Regions from separate parts of the Sus scrofa genome. Here region 2 is linked to region 1. The links are chromatin contacts, called in public Hi-C maps. All regions are on one chromosome and are shown on one strand. Each heading gives the region's core, a stretch centred on a gene start, on an enhancer-like site or on the middle of the called end of the contact. The rest is flanking DNA. Distances are from core to core; before and after follow the strand shown.

Region 1 (2,788 bases), core at 197-2,696:
TGCAGTGGCTGTGGGTCCAAGGGCCACGGGGTGGATCTCTGTGGTACTGGGCAGGCTGATGATGGTGGCCTCGCCCAGGAGGTTGCAGATGCGTTGTTGCATGGGGGTGAGCAGTACGGGGCTACAGCTGGGCCACCACCGCCACTGCCACCACCTGTCCCAGGCCCACCGGCTCCGTCGTCCTCAGTGGGCCCTGGGGCCTCACCACCCTCCACAGCCGCCCGGACCTGGGCAACCTTGCGACGGACCTCGGTCTTGAGATCAGACCACTTTTTCTTGACCTCGGGCAGCTCCCTGCGGCAGGTGGCCACGGCATTGACCCTTCTCAGGATGCCATGCCACGCTGCGCTCTTGGCAGCCAGAGGGACCCCGGCGTTGAAGTGGTTCACCAGCAGGTGCTTCTTCAATTCCAACTCCTCCACGATGATCTCCACCTCTCGCTCAGAGAAGTTCATCTTCCTCTTCTTGGCTGGGACAGCCATGGCCTCTCCCCACCCCGCCTTTTAAATAAATTATAATCCCCTACCCGCCCAAATTCCCCTTCTCTTCTCCCTTAGCCTCGCTCCTCACCCACCCCCTCCTACAGAGGATAGGCTGGGCTTGTCCAAGGCCAAGCACCAGGCCTTTGGTAACCCCCCTCGTTACGCAAACTGCGTAGGGCCCAGCTCCGACTCGCTCAGCCGCTGCCAGCCAGCTGCGTAATGGCTTCCTGAATCTGCCTCTTCCGCCGGGATGTGCGGAGATCCGCCCACTTCCCCTCTTCCCGCCTCCCAGAGCTTCTCCAGGGGACCCACCCTCCCGGTTGGCCGAGGCTCACAGATTACGTCGCTCACTGGTTCTTTCCATCTGTCATTCAACCAAGGGCCCGCCTATTTACTGAAATTGGCCTGATGATTGGTCTAAAGGCGTGTCTGTCGCTACGGAGCGCGCCACCCAACCTAGCCTTAATTCATTTCCATTGGAAAATAGTCATGTCGTTCAATCATCAGTTTTACGAGTTTTGCGCCGTTAAATTCAGCTCTTTTATTTGTGGTTTAGGGAGTTAGATTACCAAAACTCGGCCTCCTGAGGATCTCTAGTGCTTGCGGCCTGAGATGTTGGCCAATTAATTTTTAATTCCATCCAGGTGCGCAAATTCTGCCTTGCAAGCGCATCTCACAGTTGCTCCTCACGTAAATCCTACTTCTCACCGGATATTACAATCTCTACGAATAGGACAGCTCCTCCAATCTTTACGATTCCTTCATCTAAACCACGTTTCTCAATGGAAATATGACACGGGGCCTTCTGCCTGCCAATCACAAGACTTGTGCCTATCACAGCGTGACTTCCTCTCTCGGCCGGACCCAGCCAATCCCCACCTCCCTCAGTTTGAATCGGCCCCTGGCTGAGCAGAGATCGCCCGCCCTCTCCATTGATCTGGGTAAGTCCAGGGCCGCGTGGGCAGTTCTTGGGGAGGCTCCGCCTCTCTAGGTGGCCGTCCGGTCTATGAGTGGCGGGCGTCGTGCCTAGGGGCGTGACCATCCAGGCGGCAAGAGGCGGGGCCGGGCTCCCGGAAGCCGCCCATCCGGCCAGCTTGCCGGCATCCCTGAGCCCGCGCTCAGTGTCTGGGGACACCCGCGTATCTTTCGTGCTCTCCCCGCCGGCCCGTTGCCCTTGCCTCGCGCCCGATGGTGAGCAGTGTGTTGTGCCGCTGCGTGGCTTCCCCGCCGCCGGACGCCGCCGCCACCGCCTCTTCGTCCGCCTCGTCGCCGGCGTCTGTAGACCCGTGCGGCGGCGCCGTCTGCGGGGGCCGGACCACCAGCTGCGCCTGTGGAGCCTCTTCCAGACTCTCGACGTCAACCGCGACGGCGGCTTGTGTGTCAACGACTTAGCAGTGGGGCTTCGGCGCCTGGGACTGCACCGCACTGAGGGCGAGCTCCAGGTAGGCAATGAGCTCTGTCCGCGTGGGCGGGGAGGGGACTCCCTTCGTTCCCCAGCACCTTCGGGAGGTCCAGGTGACAGGTCTGGTCTGCACCATCGCCTTCTTGGGCAATCCCTTGGAGCTTGGTTGTCTTGGTGGATGACCTCTCGGGTGGGCTGGGACCCCCTGGTGACAGATGGCACCCCATTTTCTGGTGGGAGTGGAGCTCCTTCTTGACCTCTGTGGGCTCTTGGGCCAGGAGGAAAGGCTCTCCTGGCTACAGGTGGGCACTCTCTGGACATTCTGATGGTAGAAAAGCCCCTTTCTGGTCGGGCTTTCCCCAAAGTAGAAGGTCAAATCTCAAAAGTTTGCCTTATGTCACCTTCTGACCTCAAGAGTAAGCTTTGATGCTCCCCTCTACCCTTCATTAATGGTTTCATCCATCCTCCTCCAGGGACACCCCTCACTCGCCTCTCCCGCTCCCTTCCATGCCGCCTGTGGGCCCTGATCTGGTTCCTCTCAGAAGCATGTGGAAGTTAGAAAAAAAAAAAGAAACTGGGGTTTCTGATGAATCTGGGGGTGTTGAGAACTGATGATTCTCAGGAGTTAGAGCCATCCCGTGGACACGCTGATTCAGAAGATGGAATTGTGATCTCTTACAGGGTTGCAGATTAGAATGAAAGAATTAGGGGGAAATCCTTCCTAAAAGTGAAAGTGTGACCCACCCAGGAGGGGGTATTGTTACTCTTGTCCTCCAATAGGCTCCCAGCCAAGGAGGAAGGGCAGACAAGAAGTGCTGTCCTTTCAGTATTAAAAACCTCAAGCAGAGGCTGTTTCTCTCCCTTCTGTCTCTCATGGTATGTTTCTCCATCTGACTTTGTAGCT
Region 2 (2,788 bases), core at 214-2,713, 34 kb after region 1:
CAGTAAACCTTCCATGATGATAGAGATGTATATGGGGAATTTGTGTGGCTGTTGAGTATCTCAAATATGGCCATGTGACAAAGGAAATGAATTTTTTTTTTTTTTTTTTTTTTTTTTTTTGTCTTTTTGCCATTTCTTGGGCCGCTCTTGCGGCATACGGAGGTTCCCAGGCCAGGGGTCTAATCGGAGCTGCAGCCACTGGCCTACACCAGAGCCACAGCAACTCGGGATCCGAGCCACGTCTGTGACCTACACCACAGCTCACAGCAACGCCGGATCTTTACTCCACTGAGCAAGGCCAGGGATCGAACCCGCAACCTTATGGTTCCTAGTCGGATTTGTTAACCACTGTGCCACGACGGGAACTCCGAAATGAATTTTTCCTTTCATTTACTTTTGTATTATTATTTTATTTATTTATTTATTTATTTATTTATTTATTTATTTATTTATTTTGGTCATGCCCACGGCATGCAGAAGTTCCCTGACCAGGGATCGAACCTGCACCACCGCTGTGGCAATACTGAATCCTTAACCTGCTAGGCCACCAGGGAACTCCCTAGTTTCCTTTAATTGTAATCCATTTAAAGTTGAAAAACTTTTGTATGGAGCAGCACAGTTCTAGGCCAGAAAGCTACAATCCCCTGAACTTCTGAGTGTTCTGAGTGGACATGGCCACAAAGACTAGGTCTGAGGGACTTAAGTGAGGCCCGGGGTTGACCCCAGATTGGTGCTGCTGAGGAGCCCCCCCCTCCCCCCCCCCCCCCCCCCCCCCCCGCACAATGACCTTTGGCCTAGCATGTCCTCTTCCCACCCCTCCAATGTCAGCCCCTTGGCTCTTGTGGGGTCCCCAGGTGGCACCTTCAGGGGAAGGGGTGCTTATGGGCAAGGTGGCATGAGAAAGATCCCTAGAGCCAGCTGAAACAGTCTAGAAGGCCCTGTGGCCCAGGCAGCTGAGTCCAGGGCTCAGCCGGCTCGGCGCGGGGGGGGGGGGGGGGCAGCCCCCCGGGGGGGCAGCCCCCCTGCAGTTGAATGACCCCTTCCAGCCACTTCCAGGACGCACCCCCTACTCCCGACCCCACCAGCTTCTCCCGTCATGGCTAAACCACCCGACCCGTGAGCACTGAGTCGATCCTCCATCCACTTCTCTTTCTGTTGGGAATGATTTACTAAGGGGAGAAACCACTACTGTGTGACGCGTTTGGGGACCTTGTGGAAGAAAAACAAAACAAGCCAAAGGCTCTGTTTATTTGCAGGGGTTGGCAGCTAGAGGGTAAAGGTTTGGGGCAGGATCCCCAGGCAGGACCGGATGCGCCGCCTGCCTCCGAAGGGTTAACTGGGGAGCAGGTGACGTCAGTCCTGATCCCTCCGCACTCGGCCGGCCGCCTCCACCTCCTCGCGGGGGCCTGTGCTCATTGGCTGCGGGCGGGAAGTACAGTGAGCGACTTTTTTCAATTAAGTAAAAGGGCAGGGCTCAGGCAGCCAATGACAGCCGTGCCCCGGCATATCCTGGGCAAGTGTGCCGGGCTGGGCAGCATTCCCCCGTGCGCACGCCGCCTGAACCGGCTCCCGCCAGCATGCTTTGCCTGTGCCTGTATGTGCCCCTCATGGGGAAGCTCAGACCGAGTTCCAGTACTTCGAGTCCAAGGGGCTTCCCGCCGAGCTGAAATCCATCTTCAAACTCAGTGTCTTTATCCCCTCCCAGGAGTTCTCCACCTTCCGCCAGTGGAAGCAGGTCTGTACGCCGCATCAGGGTGGGCCGAGGGAATGGATGAGCCGGGGGAGAGGGTCCTGCCGCCTCTCGTGTCCCCACTGTTTCTGAACGTGCCAGGTTTTTTTTCCCGCAGCTGTCGCGTGGCGAGAGCCGGCTGAAGGGCTACGTCAAGGGCGTGACTGGCTCTCATGTGACTTCCCAGAAAGGCTGGAATTACAGGGAAGGCATTTGTGGGAGATGGAGAGGAATTCTTTTGCGGAGAGGCGGGTTCTGAGGAGTGTGGGGCCAGGATGTGGGGGCACGGGTCTGGCTGCTGTGGGGCTCTTTCTGAGCTGGGGGGCAGAGAGGCCAGCGGGGAGGCTCCTTGTTGGAGCCCCAGGAGTTGGAACCGTGGCTTCGGAGGTTGGAGGTGACAGGGCTGTGCCCTAGGTGAAACCAACCAAGGGGCAGGAGTGGGGCAGCCTTCCCTGGCGTCTCTCTGGAGTAGGAGGCAGCAGAAATCATCACTGCTTTAAGTTGGGGAGACAGCTAGAGTCTGTGGGGGTGGCCTGCCTCCTAAAGGACACCCTGACTTTTCTGTTAATCAGACCCTGTGCGGTCCCCCCCAGTGCTCCTGATGGCAGTGCAGCTCAGATGGTATCCCTGGGGCGGGGGCAGGGAGGGCGATTTGGGTCCTAGGAGGGAGATAGGTCTGAGGGAGAAGCACAGACTTGGAAGATCTGAAATCAGCTGCATGAGCACATGCTTGGGTTGTCTGTATCAGGGGCACCCACCCCAACAAGGCCCATGGATGGCGTTGGTGGCAGAGCAACCTGGATACCCACAAGCTTCACGCCTAGTGTTCGCCTCCTCCCTAAATGACATGCAGATTCAATTTCCGCCCCATCATAAATCTAGGGTGGTAACCTATACGTAATCGGTGTCATTCTTGGCGGAGCACAAGTGTCTGTGTCTGCAGGCAGTTAGCTGGTAGAACATGTACCAGCATCTGTCTCACATTCCAGCCCCACCCCCCAGGTGGCTCTTTGGACCATGTTAGGTGACACGGGATCTGGAGAGCACCAGCTAGCCAGG

The links. Hi-C and Micro-C count contacts between places; a contact is called where the count stands out from the background.
Region 2: a Hi-C map of liver shows a contact between it and region 1, with 2.0 times the contacts expected there. The contact joins the enhancer-like site here to the promoter of NAIF1 in region 1. A contact is called at or near these places in 2 of 5 promoter capture datasets (fetal liver and liver), 23 of 47 Hi-C or Micro-C datasets (blood, brain, embryonic fibroblasts and 10 more) and 2 of 2 datasets of contacts at active chromatin or transcription factors (alveolar macrophages and skeletal muscle).

What each region holds. Positions count from the first base shown.
Region 1 is chr1:268,530,082-268,532,869 of Sscrofa11.1, forward strand. It overlaps NAIF1 (nuclear apoptosis-inducing factor 1), which reads right to left and starts at 1,447. Exons shown (of 5, transcript XM_003480616.4): 1 at 125-1,447; 2 at 1-122. The coding sequence starts at 482. It overlaps SLC25A25 (solute carrier family 25 member 25), which reads left to right and starts at 1,671. Exons shown (of 11, transcript NM_001164510.1): 1 at 1,671-1,792; 2 at 1,795-1,924. The coding sequence starts at 1,671.
Region 2 is chr1:268,564,083-268,566,870 of Sscrofa11.1, forward strand. The region is part of intron 2 of SLC25A25 (solute carrier family 25 member 25); the gene reads left to right. Among named protein-coding and RNA genes, the nearest start is that of PTGES2, 26 kb to the right of the region's middle. Within about 2 kb of position 1,464, at least 54 of the 83 cell types and tissues checked have an H3K27ac peak or open chromatin away from gene starts, as enhancers often do. A contact at or near this core is called in alveolar macrophages, brain, embryonic fibroblasts and 7 more, where this site is marked.